Linked DNA regions of Mus musculus: regions 1, 2, 4 and 5 are each linked to region 3. A link is a contact called in public HiCAR-type, HiChIP or PLAC-seq and promoter capture Hi-C data. All regions are on one chromosome and are shown on one strand. The core of a region is the stretch at or near the end of the contact, and the rest is flanking DNA. Distances in the headings are between cores, read along the strand shown. Region 1 holds the start of Armc1 (armadillo repeat containing 1). Region 2 has its middle 65 kb from the start of Gm30223. Region 3 holds the start of Mir124-2hg (Mir124-2 host gene (non-protein coding)). Region 4 holds the start of Mtfr1 (mitochondrial fission regulator 1). Region 5 has its middle 280 kb from the start of Ythdf3.

Evidence for each region. Promoter capture Hi-C pulls out the DNA fragments that hold promoters and counts their contacts. HiCAR-type assays count read pairs that join an accessible place to other places. HiChIP or PLAC-seq counts read pairs in DNA pulled down with a chosen protein or histone mark.
Region 1: a contact with region 3 is called in a HiCAR-type map of astrocytes, with 4 times the contacts expected there. The contact joins the promoter of Armc1 here to the promoter of Mir124-2hg in region 3. A contact is called at or near these places in 1 of 39 promoter capture datasets (embryonic stem cells) and 2 of 115 datasets of contacts at active chromatin or transcription factors (astrocytes and embryonic forebrain).
Region 2: a contact with region 3 is called in an H3K4me3 HiChIP or PLAC-seq map of embryonic stem cells, with 7 times the contacts expected there. The contact joins the enhancer-like site here to the promoter of Mir124-2hg in region 3. A contact is called at or near these places in 2 of 39 promoter capture datasets (hippocampal neurons and liver) and 5 of 115 datasets of contacts at active chromatin or transcription factors (embryonic forebrain, embryonic stem cells and stem cell-derived neural progenitor cells).
Region 4: a promoter capture Hi-C map of hippocampal neurons shows a contact between it and region 3, with 10 times the contacts expected there. The contact joins the promoter of Mtfr1 here to the promoter of Mir124-2hg in region 3. A contact is called at or near these places in 2 of 39 promoter capture datasets (embryonic stem cells and hippocampal neurons) and 1 of 115 datasets of contacts at active chromatin or transcription factors (astrocytes).
Region 5: an H3K4me3 HiChIP or PLAC-seq map of forebrain shows a contact between it and region 3, with 20 times the contacts expected there. The contact joins the enhancer-like site here to the promoter of Mir124-2hg in region 3. A contact is called at or near these places in 18 of 39 promoter capture datasets (the 3T3-L1 cell line, the C10 cell line, the HPC-7 cell line and 11 more), 1 of 15 datasets of contacts at CTCF or cohesin (stem cell-derived epiblast-like cells), 3 of 484 Hi-C or Micro-C datasets (the HPC-7 cell line, cranial neural crest and nephron progenitors) and 15 of 115 datasets of contacts at active chromatin or transcription factors (SST interneurons, VIP interneurons, differentiating embryonic stem cells and 10 more).

The regions. Positions count from the first base shown.
Region 1 is chr3:19,161,674-19,164,461 of GRCm38.p6, reverse strand. Armc1 (armadillo repeat containing 1) reads left to right here and starts at 1,367. Exons shown (of 7, transcript NM_028840.3): 1 at 1,367-1,552.
Region 2 is chr3:16,751,043-16,753,777 of GRCm38.p6, reverse strand. No RefSeq gene overlaps it. Among named protein-coding and RNA genes, the nearest start is that of Gm30223, 65 kb to the left of the region's middle. Within about 2 kb of position 1,452, at least 5 of the 459 cell types and tissues checked have an H3K27ac peak or open chromatin away from gene starts, as enhancers often do. A contact at or near this core is called in embryonic stem cells, where this site is marked.
Region 3 is chr3:17,788,627-17,791,326 of GRCm38.p6, reverse strand. Mir124-2hg (Mir124-2 host gene (non-protein coding)) reads right to left here and starts at 1,406. Exons shown (of 3, transcript NR_033490.1): 1 at 1,147-1,406.
Region 4 is chr3:19,186,806-19,189,630 of GRCm38.p6, reverse strand. It overlaps Mtfr1 (mitochondrial fission regulator 1), which reads right to left and starts at 1,521. Exons shown (of 8, transcript NM_026182.6): 1 at 1,343-1,521.
Region 5 is chr3:16,465,258-16,468,072 of GRCm38.p6, reverse strand. No RefSeq gene overlaps it. Among named protein-coding and RNA genes, the nearest start is that of Ythdf3, 280 kb to the right of the region's middle. Within about 2 kb of position 1,427, at least 22 of the 459 cell types and tissues checked have an H3K27ac peak or open chromatin away from gene starts, as enhancers often do. A contact at or near this core is called in SST interneurons, embryonic basal ganglia, embryonic brain and 1 more, where this site is marked.

The DNA.
Region 1 (2,788 bases), core at 118-2,617, 1.4 Mb before region 3:
TATTGGGCAAGTCTTCACTTACTCAGCCAGATAGGTTGTGCTGTACTGGGTATGCCCCTTGGACTTAGTATATTTACTTTTTTTTTTTTTTTTTCCTGCTTTCTACATTCACTGTTTTTAATTTAGGCTCAATGTTCTCTTACCACTAATCCCTGTCTTGGCTTTGTGAATAAAGCACACAGACTGGCTTTTGCCTGTAGGTGAGATGGTTATTTAGAGTCTTGTTCTTGTTTTCTACCAAGCTTTACTTTGGACTTGTTTTCATTTTGGGTTTTAATAATAAGATAACCAAGAGCACGGGAACATTAAGAAACTCAAGAGATGGACTCTTTTGTTCTTCTTCTTCTTCTTCTTTTTTTTTCTTTTTAAGTCAAGGTTTCTGTGAAGCTTTAGTTAGCCTAAACTGGGCTTGAACTTGAAATGGTCTGCCTTCAGCCTTTACCTACTTAGTGCTCAGATTCCGCCGTGGCGGTCTGGTTTATAAATTCACTTACAAAATATTGGAGATAATAGCGTAGAATACAGTCCGGTGTGGTGTCTTCCACATCCTTTCCAAATTAAAGCCCTTTCAAATTCCTTGTAACAAGAATAACAACAAAGTCCCTGTAACTTTAATGTATGAGCAACACGTCAGAATAAGATTGTAGAAACGAAGATCAAAAAGGAGTGTGGATGGATGTATTATTTTCAGATTAGCCTGCGAGACTTGGATAACAATTTCAGAAATACTTTGGAAAATAAAACGTACCTAGAGCAACTCCTCGGTAACTAGTATCGATAAAACAAGTATGTCTTTACTTTGATAAATAGAAAACAGCATTAACAAAACTTCATGATGAACTGGAGAACTCTCTTAACACAAGTCTCTGACAAGAGAAAAGACAAAATTCTTTTCAATGTCAAATCACTTAGGCCAACCCAACAAAAGCACTTCGCATCCCTCGCTTTGCTAGAAAGCAGCACTGAAAAGAAATGAACGAAATCCAGAGAGGCCAAACAGTGTCGACGTTCATAGTAAAAACTACAAAAAAACGTCCGAAGATTCTGGGTAAAGACGCACAGACGTGGATGAAGGGTTACAGGTTGTTTTATCAGACCTGGAAGACTTGCTGAAGATAAACTATTCTGTTCGCGTGTCTGCACACAGAAGCAGAAGCCCTTCCTGCCGCGGGAACCCTGGGAATTGTAGTCGCGGAGCCACGATGGCTGTAAATTTGTTTAGCACTCCGTGGACGGCGAGCCCTTGGTTCCAATTCAGTGTTCTGGGTCCTCATAGGTCCGGTCTAGCTCACCAATGAGCTACTAGGTTTGAGAACATCCCGCCTCTGGTTGGGTGTCCTTCCTCACGTTGCTTCATTTTCAGCCAATGGGATAATAAAGCCAGCAGAGGTGACAGGGTCACCGCGGAGCCTGCAGCTCCTCCGCCGCCAGCGACTCAGCCCTGTGGTTCTTTGAGTCGGGCCGTGGCTCGGGGTCTTCGCCGCCCGTTGTCCGCCGTGGTGGGTGCGGCTCTGATGCTGCGGCAGGCTCCGGACGCCCGGAGCTCTGGAGGGTACGTAGCCGGGGCCGAGGTGGGGCCGAGGGGCCGCTGCTGCGCGGGCCGGCCGCTGCGCCCGCCTCCTGCCGGCATCCCGCGGGCTGCCTCGGACGGCTCCGGACGTGCTCTTCTCTCCTCTTCCTTCTGACCAGCCAGCCCGCCCTACGAGTAGCGGGTGTCCATGTCGCGGCGTTCTTTCTGTAAATCTGCGAGCCTCTGCGCGCAGGCCTCCATTCAAGAGAAACTCGTGTACACAGGTGGTGGGCATTTGTGCACTTAGCTGCTCCTTTGGTGATACTGTCTCCTCAGCGCTTGCAGTAGAAGTTTCCCACTGGGTTAGTTCTGTGCTTGCATGGTACTTGCCAGACATTTTACTGTCTTGCCTTTTTTTTTTCCCACCCTGTTACCCGCTCAAAACTGCTACCTGAAGAAACTGAGGCTTGGAGACGGTAATTCAATTCCAAAAGAGTTACAGTTATAATTGCAAGGAGAAGCCAGATCGGGTCTCGGCGTTTGATAGTGGTAGTTGCTTTTCAACCCGGCTTAATCATTAAGGATTTAGGATAAGTGTGTGCCCGCAGCAGCTCTTAGCACGTGAGGGCTAAATACTTCTATTAACTAAGTGGTGATTCTTAGCTATAAGAAAAGGAATACCTTTCTGACATCTGCCCAGACACTGATGTCTCGCGTGTCTCTAACTCCGTGCTTCAAGACTTCTTGCCCGTTGGCATCCTCATCTGGAAGCTGGTTGGACATCTCAGATTCCCAGACCCACTTACACCCACTGAGCTTGAACTTACTTTTGGCAAGGTCCCTTAGGTGATCGCAGTGTCCTTAAAGTTTGCGAAGGGTTCTGTTTGTCAACATAGAGCCAAGGAAGAGAAAATAAGTTTGGGTCGTGATGGTATGCCTTTAATCCCTGCTTTGGTAGCTATTGGCAGGCAGATCCCTCCTAGTTTCAGGCTCATCTCAACTACATAGGTCAGCCAGAGCTAAGTAAGGAGAAGAAAAAGTAAAGGCATACGTCCTATGCACTGTGACCTCTACTCAGACTGAGATACAGAAAAATGAGAACAAAGCTTTTGTCATTTGCACGACGTTTCCCTTTTCAGAAAATGAATGTGTCTCTTGAGAGTTTTAACTTAGCCGTCCCAACTCTTAAAGTAGACATCAATGTTAACTGTTTCATAATTGTCTTGTAATTGACACCAGGTGCGGGCTTTGGAAGTAAAAGAGCAAATTAAGACAAAG
Region 2 (2,735 bases), core at 203-2,702, 1.0 Mb after region 3:
AAAATCAGGACTGGAACTCAAGCAGATCAGGAAGCAGGAGCTGATGCAAGAAGCCATGGAGGGATGTTCTTTACTGGCTTGTTTCCCCTGGCTTGCTCAGCCTGCTCTCTTATAGAACCAAGACTATCATCCCAGAGATGGTCCCACACTCAAGGGGCTAAAGAAAATCTAAATTCTTTTTACCGCCACCACCACCTCCTTCTCTCTCCTCTTAGCACTTATTTATTTTACTACTCTGAACAAACTATCACACACAACAGTGTTTGCTTGTTTTGTTTTGTTTTTACCACAACTTTATGATTATCTAGGATATTTTGTGGATTCAAAATCCTGTTTCCATTTTTTTCTTTTCAATTAACTCCATAGGTTGTTTTCAATAATTTCATAGGTTGTTTTAGATAATTCTTGCTGAGAATCTCCCTTAATTTTCTCTAATCAATCTGTCGAATAGTATTTCAATCACTATACTTTTACGTACTCAAGAAATACTAAATTGCCACATGCCAATAATGTTATTGTATGTTGTGTATACTGCAGGAAGTAATAAACTTCTCTGAAAGGACCTAATGAAAACTAGAAAAAATAAACAAGGAGCTACATAGAATGGTAAATCCTGAGTTGTAATGGGCTATTAAAAGTAGAACCATATTTAAAAAAAAATGTGAGAAATACACAATTTGAAATGAAAGATTTAGAGAATATTCATTGAGAAAGTGATTTTTAATCTGAGACCAACGGTACAGCAGTTAAAGTGAGCCTAAGAGATAGAGAAATGTGTCCAACCACAGGGTAACATGTCCAGGGAGCAGCTGAGAGATAAGGATCCCAGTGAAGAGTTTGTTATTTGTTCTGAGACAATGGGACATCATCTTAGTGGTTTCACTAAGGGACAAGCATAAGCCATTTTACAGTTTTGAAAACTAAATGAGTGAACAATTTTTTAAAAATGCTCAAAAGAAGAAAAGATACTGAATGCCGCAGACCCTCAGGGTCCCTTTGTCTGCGTGGAACTGGTCTCTGGGGCAGGTGGGCAAAGTGTCAGTGGTTTCCAGACAGACCAACACTCGAGATTGTGTAGAATCTGAATGTATTGTTTCAGGTAGAGCATCAAACTTTTTATACCAAAGAAATAACAAGAAACCAGGCAAAATACAATCCACCAAGTTACAGTGATGCAATACAAAAGGAATGTATATATCAAAAGAAGCTGGGGATGAGGCTGCTGCTGCAAAAGAAGGGAGCCAGGTGTAAACTAGTCTATTGTTAAACCCACTACCAGGGGTTCTGCACTAGCAGACCTTATCATGAATACTGCAATACCTCAACACCCTATGTCCTGGGTCTACAGAAGAATATACCAATTTGCTTCTTATGTGAAGCTTACTATACCTAGCTGTAGAGAAGATCTCTGTCTCAGTGGGATTCTTTAGCTCTACTATTCCCTTGTTTGCGTGAGAATTGCTATTGTCCTTGGTAAATATTTTGCAGACCATCTCTGAGCTACTAGCTCTGTCTTTTGTAATGCTTAATTAGTAACTGAATAGGTAACTTCCTTTCTGCATTCCTGCCGGATTTCAAGCTTGTAGGCTTCTGGGACCTTGGAACCATGAGGAGGCTTCATTATAACAGAATTTAATCTTAAAAGGCATTTATAATAAAATATTAAAAGAGAGCTCGGAGATCCATATACCAGACTAACTCGGGACTAGAGAATGAGTATATTGGTAAATGAGAACGCCAAAACTCCAGGAGGTGAGCTTCCTCATTGAGTACTTACAGACTCTTTCAGCCTGTCAAGCAGACCCGACCAGAGGGTGTGGCATTTCTCCTTTTTTTTTTTTTTTTTTTTTTATTTTTCAGCTGAAGTTCCAGGATGTCCTGCCTGGTTGTAGCTACAGACCTCAGGAGCACTCTAAAGATGAGTGGAAACACAACGATTACTAATAAAACAATGCCAATTATAATAACATGTAGGATTATATATTGAACCCAATCCAGGGGGTTCAATGCACTTAAGTTATTTTTTAAATCTCTAGCCAATTCATCAATGTTCCAAGTGTCCAAATTACTTTTACTAATATCTGAAATTTCTGCCTTTAACTGTTCCAAGTCATGAGAAATATCAGTATCTCTCCATACTACCTGCAAATGAGCTTTAGTCTTTTCCCAATCAATGGTTGTATTATAAGGTAAGGGGGTGACACAAATGTATTGGAAAGAATCATGACATTTAGTAGCTAACCTGGTTTTAATATTTGCAATATCATGCCCTATTGCCAGCACTACTTCTTCTAGGGTATTAACCTTCACTTCCAATTTTTTATCTATAACATGCAGCTCTGACAAGGCTACAGAAATATTCTTATGCATATCATTAACAAAATGAGCGGTATGAAGTTGCTGAACTAATTCTGTAGTAGATAATGCAAAAGAAGTTAAAATTGCAATTAAGGCACTAATTCCTAAAATCAGCGCTGCTACAAATTTCTTAGGTCTAATAAGTTTGTTTAGTCTTTTTAAAGCTTGCAATCCTGAATTCTCAAACCAAGGATCATTTCCTAACTCTACAGGCAGTAAAACATACCCAGGTCTCTTAAGCAAAATCATAACAGCAGATTCCTCATCTAAATTAGGATCTACACAATTAGTTAATTGACAAGAATTACAATGAATATGAAAAGACTTGCCAAGATTGGTGATCTTGACTCTTAAAATTATCTAACAATATAGCATAC
Region 3 (2,700 bases), core at 157-2,656:
TTTGTTTTCATTTTCTGCAGGTTATCAGAGGAGAGGTATTATTTTCATGTATGTGTATAACCACACACTTATGATCTAATGCCCTCTAGAACTACAAATCTTTAAAGGGCACCGACCAGTACAAATTGTTTCTATTCAAATATCTGGACAGCAGGGAAACAGACCCTTGGTTTCAAAGCAAGGTCCATACCCACCGGGCCAAGGGGCCCAGCCATAGCCGCTTCCGCTTTTGCTTTTCTGGGTATAAGAGGGCTGATTCTTGCTCCTGCCCCTCAAAGTATTGAAAACTTGGGAAATCCTTGTACCGGAAGAAAATGGCCTAAACACAATAGGACTCGCCATTTTCTACTTGCGAAGCACAAAGCGCTTGGCGCTGCCTGCTACACAAAGGAAGCATGGGCCGCAGAATTCTTGCATATTTTCAAGAGGCTAGAAAATATCTTCCGCGAATGGCAATTTATATTGTTTGGTCACACACACACACACACACACACACACACACACACACACACACACACACACACACACACAGAGGCATCCTCACTTAGCCCTGATGTCTAGAAGATCCCAGCTTTAAGGTTTAAGTTAAAAACAAAACAAAACAAAACAAAAACGCAGGAAAGGCTCGGTTCCAGAAGCAGCGCTCAGGGCCGTGTTAATCCTCCCAAGACAACGGGTGTTAGCGGTGGGCAGCAGAGGGCTCTAAACTAGGTGTGTTGTTGTGGGGATGGAGGCCCATCATCTCCCAGTCTAAGATCTCTCCTTTTGACTCCATCCTGTCCCCAGAGCTCGTCCGGTAGCTCCGTAGTCCTACCCTTTGAGCGACAGGAACCAATCTTTCAGCGAGGATGTTAAGCTGGCAGCAACTCTTAAGGATGCTCAAAGCGCGGGAAACCCTGATCTGTGCGCCTCCCCTGCCCCCAGCCCACTGCTACAATCCACAGCATAATAACAGGACTCTATTACTAGCCTAGGTAAAATGCTGCAGCTTAGGTACAGAAAAACAAAACAAAACAAAAACAATGCAGGAAGCCCCTACAAATAAAAACATACAGACACAGGCAGCAACTCTGCTCACAATAGGAACACTCAGTTCACCGCGCGAAGCAGAGCTTAAAAACCCAGGAAAAGACAGACAGTACTTACAGCAGGTGAGTCCTTGAATAATCCATGGTCAGGTCCTTCGGTTTGTTAGTCTGTGCTTTAAAAAAAAAAAAGTATATACATCTCTGTGTATTTGATTTTTACATAGCTTCCATCGTTGTGAAGGAAAGAAAAAAATCTTGAAGACTTGAGAGCATGGGGGAGGGGGCGGAGATTTTCATTGTCTACGCTCTGCACACGCAGCCCAAGATATTGCTCTGTGGAGCTCCTTCCACTTTCTGCTTGAAATTCAGAAGCTTTCTACTCAGCAAAGAAGGAGTTTGGCACACACCCCCTGCCCCTGTATTTCTCCTCTCCTCTCCTCTCCTCTCCTCTCCTCTCCTCTCCTCTCCTCTCCTCTCCTCTCCTCTCCTCTCCTCTCCTCTCCTCTCCTCTCCTCTCCTCTCTCTGTCACTCACCCTCTTGCTCTTCTAAAGCTAGTGTTCTCTCTCTCTCTCTCTCTCTCTCTCTCTCTCTCTCTCTCTCACTTTTTTTTCAAAAGAGGGCAGGTCGCTTCCTGCATCCCAATGAGTTAAATCAGGCACTTCTTCTCATGCATCAGCAGCCTCTTTAACAATCCGAGAGCTGCAGGCACAAAAGAGCATTTAGCTGCCTCCAATTTGTGTAGAAGGCCTGCCCTTAATTTGTTTGAGGAGTATAATTAAATCATGAATTTCACGAAATATAAAAATACAAAATTCCTAACCTCAGCTAGTGAACCGCTAATGGTAACCTTTAAAAACAAATCTCTCCTCATGTCCCTGTTCTTAGCCAGACCGAGAACATCTCAGATACGCAAGAAGACAAGAGTTCGGACTCAAACCTAGCATGCCTTCTCCATTTACACGTCAAGGTCACACTGATAACATCCCTCAGTGCTCTAAATGAGAGCCTTTCTATTTCTTTCCTTTTAAAAAACAATAATATTCTGAATTTTTAAAATTGCCTCAGGAAGAAATTAAGTCATTTGGGAAAATCTGCTGGACTAAATAAAAACGTAAGTATGTTCTTAATATGAAATAGGATCAGAATTTGCTATACAGACACTAGGTTGAGGAGTTCTACAAATAGGCCTTGCTCGGGAGAATGTTTTCAACTTTTCCAGGCAGGACTCTGTGGTCAGTGAAGTCTGAGTTCCATGGGTTTTGATCATGTTTCTTCCAGCCACAGAGTGGGCCTTATGGGACATCAGAGCCAGAGCCTATCAAGCTTGCTGAGTCCCAGAGGGCTTCTGATAAGGAAAATGCTGCTTGTTGTTGGGAGCAGGGGTTTGGCTCCCACTCCTTTAAGTAGGTTGGGGCGCAAAAAGCAACTCTGCATTCCTGCAGTTTCTCTTTCAGAAAGAATCCAGACCAAGCCATTGCTCTACCTCAATGAAGGTGGTGGGGTGGCAAGGCCACCTTCCTCTCTCACTCACCTGCCACCCCCCCCTCCCCCAAGGCCACTGCTAGGAAGATACTTAGGAGTGTTTTTCTCCTTCCTAGTGCTCCCATCTTCTGGGAAATTGTAGAATCCCTTACCACAAAAAACTTTGAATTGTCAGTAATTTGCTGCTAA
Region 4 (2,825 bases), core at 272-2,771, 1.4 Mb before region 3:
TCACTCTGCCAATCAGCCCTGCATCTGCGGATGCAGCAAGAAACTGCAACACACCACCATTATGGAGCACTTCTCTCCCTAGAGTCTGACAAATGCAGCTCAACTACGAAGACCAATACATGCATGTCATTAGCAAATAAATCTTAATCCCATGTCCTTTCACGTGCTTGCTTTCGTAGAACATCCTTTCGCCTAGGTCCACTTCAGCTACATGTTCCTTCACGTGTTTAGCCCAGCAGAACACCGTACAACACAGTTTCTAAAGAACCCTTAAGTTTCCTCTTCAGTTACTAGACTTGCATTTCAATTCAAAGATTAGGGTGTTGATAGAGAGTTAGCTGCACATCGTGACTGAGACTTTTCTTAGCTCGTAAGCATTTTATAGTCAAACTCGGTTGTATATAATCGCAAACCCATTTCTATTACCTTCTTTTTAAAAATAATTTTTACCTTTTAAATGATTTTTGTGTATGTACAATATATGTGATCAATATATGTGGACACAACTTACTTTCATGTAACAAGATAGTAAGTGTCACAACTTCCTTGACTAAGTCATTGTAATGTAAAACAACTACATACACTAGGAAAAGGTGACTGGAATCGGGCGTGGTGACTGAGGCAGGAGGTTTTAGGCAGCTCAACCTAATCTACATAGTGCATTCCACCCCAGCCTAGAGTAAGGAAGACAACTCTGTCTCAAAACCAAACCAAACAAAAAAGTGAACGCTAAATTACCAAGTATCATGAAATACTCCTTAATATTCTTTTCCGGATGTGGTGAAGCAAGCTTTAAATCCTGTAGTTGGGAGGTGGAGGGGGTAGGATCCGAACTTCTATTGACCATCCTCAAGCACAAAACGAGGTTTAAGCCAGAAGAGGTTACATCAGACCAATCACAAAACAAACCATCAGGCGGAAAGAAAGGTTTGGTTAAGTTTGACTTCAGATCTCAAAGTTTCTGTAGTCTGGCTACACGCAAACTGCGCACGCTTAGAAAGTTCAGAGCTGCCAGCCGACAATGACAGGAAAGTAGGTCCAGGTAGAACAGGCTGAACGCCGTGGGCCGCCCCGTTCAGCCCGGATCCAGCGAGGGCACAACGCCGACTGCGGGGGATGGGAGCCAGGCCGGCGGCCCGCGGAGCTCAGCAGGCCAGGCGCGGGCGAGCCGGAGGGCTGCTCTCTGCTCCGGGCTTCCGCGGCCTCCCTCCCGCTCGCCGGCCTCCCGCGCCGCGCCCCGTCCCCTCCCTTGTCCACAACACGGCCTCCCGCCACCGTTCAGCTCCGGGTGGTAGCCATTCCCCACCCCGCCAACCGCTTTTCTGTCCCGGGCCCCACTCACCTCGGCTGCGCAGCAGCCCTCACCTTCGCAGCTGCTCAGCCTTCCAGATTGGCTGTCCCAGGACCTTATGCCAATCAGCCAATCCCCGCCCCTGGCCCGGCCTAGGCTGACCAGTGAACGGCTCGCTGAGGCCCGGGGGCGGGCTCAGGAGAGGCCGGCGGAAGGCGTGTCTGCTCGCCGGCCACGCCGGCTACCTGTCCCGGGCTCTGTGCGCACGCGCGGTGCCCAGTAAGGGGCGTGTGCTTGCTAGTGTGCCGCGCTTTGTCTTGGGTGCTTCTGCCCCTGTTATTTTTGTTGGTAAACTTCGCCCCTTTTGGGTGTAGGAATACCCACATTCCGAGTGAAGTCTCAAATGTGTGCCCGCTGAAAGGAGCTAGGTCCTTAGCCTAGCCTAGCCTAGCCTGTGTCGAGCCCTTCTCAACCCACGCTCTGTGGGGACTTTGTCTGCCAGGGCGATCTGTTTCGGGCCTCAAATCCCGGACGTATGTTCTGGAGGAGTGGAAGGCGCGGCTCAGAGGGAGTGAAGACTTTTCCTGCCTTCAGTTCCCCCGCCTCAAAGTCTGCCTAATTGGTGTGCGTAGTTTTTAATGAAGGGTTATTCTAGATTTCAGATAACCTAGTCATGAAAATACGATCAGTCTGTGTCAAGTTAGCTATAAGCAGCACGGTGGTGTGTGTGGGTGCGATAAAACGTGAATATGGAGGGAAAGCCTATCAGTAATTCAAGAGGCCGCTCCTACCTGGGCGTGGCGGCTCCTGCTATGTAAAACGAGTAGTTTGAAGTTGGAGGCTGGAGGATCCAGAGTTGAAGACCAGCCTATGTCCAAAACAACCTGGAAGAGGGTGGAAGAGTTGAGGTGGGAAGTGGGCAGCAGCTGTTGCTACTTCGCCTTCTCTCTTACCCTCTCATTGGAGCGCTGGTGTTCTTACCCTGGATGGCCTAAATTCCTCCTGGCTACTGCTTTGGATTTCACCTAGAGCTTCAATTCAGTTACTCAGCAACGGCTCGTTGGGAGCCCATTATGACAGTACAAAGTTGGTGGGGTTTGTTTGTTTGTTTGTTTGTTTTTTAAGCCTTGAACCACACCCTGAGTAAGCCTACCAAAAGGCAGGGAGATCAAAACAAGGTTAATTAATATATGTGACCAAGTGTTATAACGTTTTAAGTACAAAAGGGCCTGACAGGCTGTGACCAAGGCTGGGAGAGAGAAGCCTGAGAGAGCAGTTCAGGGAGGGGTGCTTGGTCTGAAGGCTGATGAAAAGACAAAAGCTGCTGAAGTGAACTGGTAGGGACCACACACCAGGGCGACCATTCCAATGATACTTGTAGGATTTACTGCTAAGCTATTAGTTGCCTCAGGATCCCTGGTCACCAGCTGTGTGACCCACAGGTGACTCTCAGCTGCCTGCCACCACACAGGCCTATGTGATTGTCTATGTTTAAGAAGAAGGGTATCTGAAAGCACCCATCAGTTGGAGATGG
Region 5 (2,815 bases), core at 178-2,677, 1.3 Mb after region 3:
CTTAAAGACTAGAAATCAAAAGGGTAGCTAATATTTGTTTAGATATCTATGTGTATAGCAGTGCTCTGATTATAGTTCAAGTAGTAACTCATTTTGCCTATACACACACACACACACACACACACACACACACACACACACACACACCTTGAAAGGAAAGTTGAACAACTGTTCCCATTTTGAAGATGAGAAAATGAATATACACAAAGGTTAACTAACTTATCATGGTCTTCTGGAAATGGAGAAAATCCACAAACGATGTTCAAGCTGCATCCATTTATAATGCATTTACCTGCTCACACTCAGTGCACTAAGATTTAAGAATAAAGATACAGGTGTTAGCAGGATAAGTTGACTGTTTTCAGGAAAACCCCATGATTTGAAATACTCTGGGAAAGAGAAGAGGTATCTAAGGGTTTTGTTCAGTTCACACATCTCTTTTTTACAAGCATCCAGTCTAAAGGCAGCGAGAACATGAAAGAATTTCAGTTTACTAGGTTACATGGCTCAGGACCCAGTTTCATGGAGAAGTACACTGGAATTGTTATTTGTGACCTATAGATTCCCAGGCCCAGGTCTGCATTGTAAAGGAGATGTTAGAGCAATCACCAGAAGAGTGGTTCTCAAAGTGGCTTCCCCATCTGAAGCATCAACATTGCCTGAGGACTTCAGAGAATTGTGCATCCTCTGGCCTCATCTCAGATGTGCTGCACAGAGTGGACGGTAATGGTGGAGTCTACTATGTGTGTCTGGACAAAGAAGTATGCCAAGTGACTCTGTTTTAGAACAGAATTTAAGAACCACTACCCTATAGGGTCTCCATATTCAATCGTCCTCCTCTTTTCCAAGATTGTCTTCTTGATATCAATATGTGGCCTTCTGTGAAGCTCCTGAGCTTTCCAATTCTGAGACACACCCACTTGGGATAGTGACATGTGAATGGATGGGAAGACCTGGGCTTGGGGTTTTTGTTGTTGTTTGTTTGTTTGATATATATATCAATATATCAAGAATGCTTATCGTCATTGTCATCGTAGAGTTTGTCCTCCTCCTCTTCCTTCTCTTCCTCCTCCCCCTCCCTCTTCTCTTTCTCCTCCTTTTCGTCCTCCCTCCGCCTCCTCTCCCTTTTTTCTTCCTTTAAATATGTCAGTGGAAAACAAAACCATTATGCCAAATTCTTTGAAGTCCGGAAATATGATTCTACTCAAACCCTAATTTTTGGAGCAGCCTTGTCTCTAGCACGGAGAAATACCAGCTAAATCAAATAAGCAAAAGCATTTCTGACTTCATTATCCCCAGAGGCGCTTTGAGAAGCTAGCAAAGTAACCTCACAGGAACTTCAGAATTTTTCTTTCCTCCGATTTCCATGTGGATAGCATGTTAAACAGCGATGCAAGCGATTGTTTTCAGTCTCAAGTCCTCCACGTCACAAGACAAAGATGTTGCAGATGCATTTTGCCCGGTTATGCAGTAGCTTCTGAAGCCAATTCTAAAGGCAATTGTGTTCCTCACACGCCCTCTTGTGGCTGCTCTTGGGTAATGCAGTCAGGAAGGCCCTCAAAACCTTTTTTTTTTTCCCTCCAATTTTTTTATTAGGTATTTACTTCATTTACATTTCAAATGCTATCCCCAAAGTCCCCTATACCCCGCCCCGCTCCCCAACCCACCCACTCCCACTTCTTGGCCCTGGTGTTTCCCCAGTACTGGGGCATATAAAGTTTGCAAGACCAAAGGGCCTCTCTTCCCAATGATGGCCGACTAGGCCATCTTCTGCTACATATGCAGCTAGAGACAAGAGCTCTGGGGGTGCTGGTTAGTTCATATTGTTGTTCCACCTCTAGGGTTGCAGGCCCCTTCAGCTCCTAAACCACTTTTTCTTATTAAAGCTTCACTTAGGGAATTAAATATCTAAGAATTCAATATTTCGAAAGTTTATTTGTTCATAAATTATGTGTTCCTTGGTACTAGAAGAATCTGTTGAGCTATACTTTCAAAAAATGTTGGCAGATACGAACCAACTAATTCTGTTCTTTAAGAAAAGTAGAAAGTAAAATATGTGTCTTTTTTTTTTCAAAGTACAATGAAGGAAGCTGCAAGTATACAAAAGAAAACAAACTGATTTTTTCTAGTACTGTGTTTCCATGAGAAGCAAAACAAAAGATTTTATGTCAGCAATGGGATTATAGAGCAGTAAAAAGCTGTGTGTGTGTGTGTGTGTGTGTGTGTTTGTGTACAGGTGTGTATGTCTCTGTTTGGTTGTGTACAGGTGTGTATCTGTGTCTGACTGTGTACAGGTGTGTGTGTGTGTGTGTGTGTATGTGTGTGTGCCTTTGAATTCACTGACATTAGTTATATTTATTAGGGTTCTATCAGTAATCATAAATTACTTCATACTGTTGGTACATTTGAAAATCAATGTTCCCTACTGGATCCTACACTGAACTGGGATTTCATCATGACATTCCATGGCTAGGCAGAAAGGAACTTGAGACTCCCCTCCTCCCAACCACTGTTATTCTGCTGAAGTGTGCTTCTCCTTCCCCACTCACCTAAGGGCTGGGGAGCTCCCAGCCCGTTTTGCTGGTGAGTGTGAGACCGAGCATGGTGATTCATCTGCAGCTTCACTTCTCCACTTTCATGAACAAGTCTGCCGAAGGCTATATACACTCCTCATAGAAACAGGACCTAACTCACTGCTCAGTGTGCTCTAGATAATCACTTCTACAAATAGATATCAATGAAAGTTTAATAATGGGAAGATTGCATTAATTATTCAGTTTTTCTAATTTTCCACAAATAAAAAGGGGATCATATG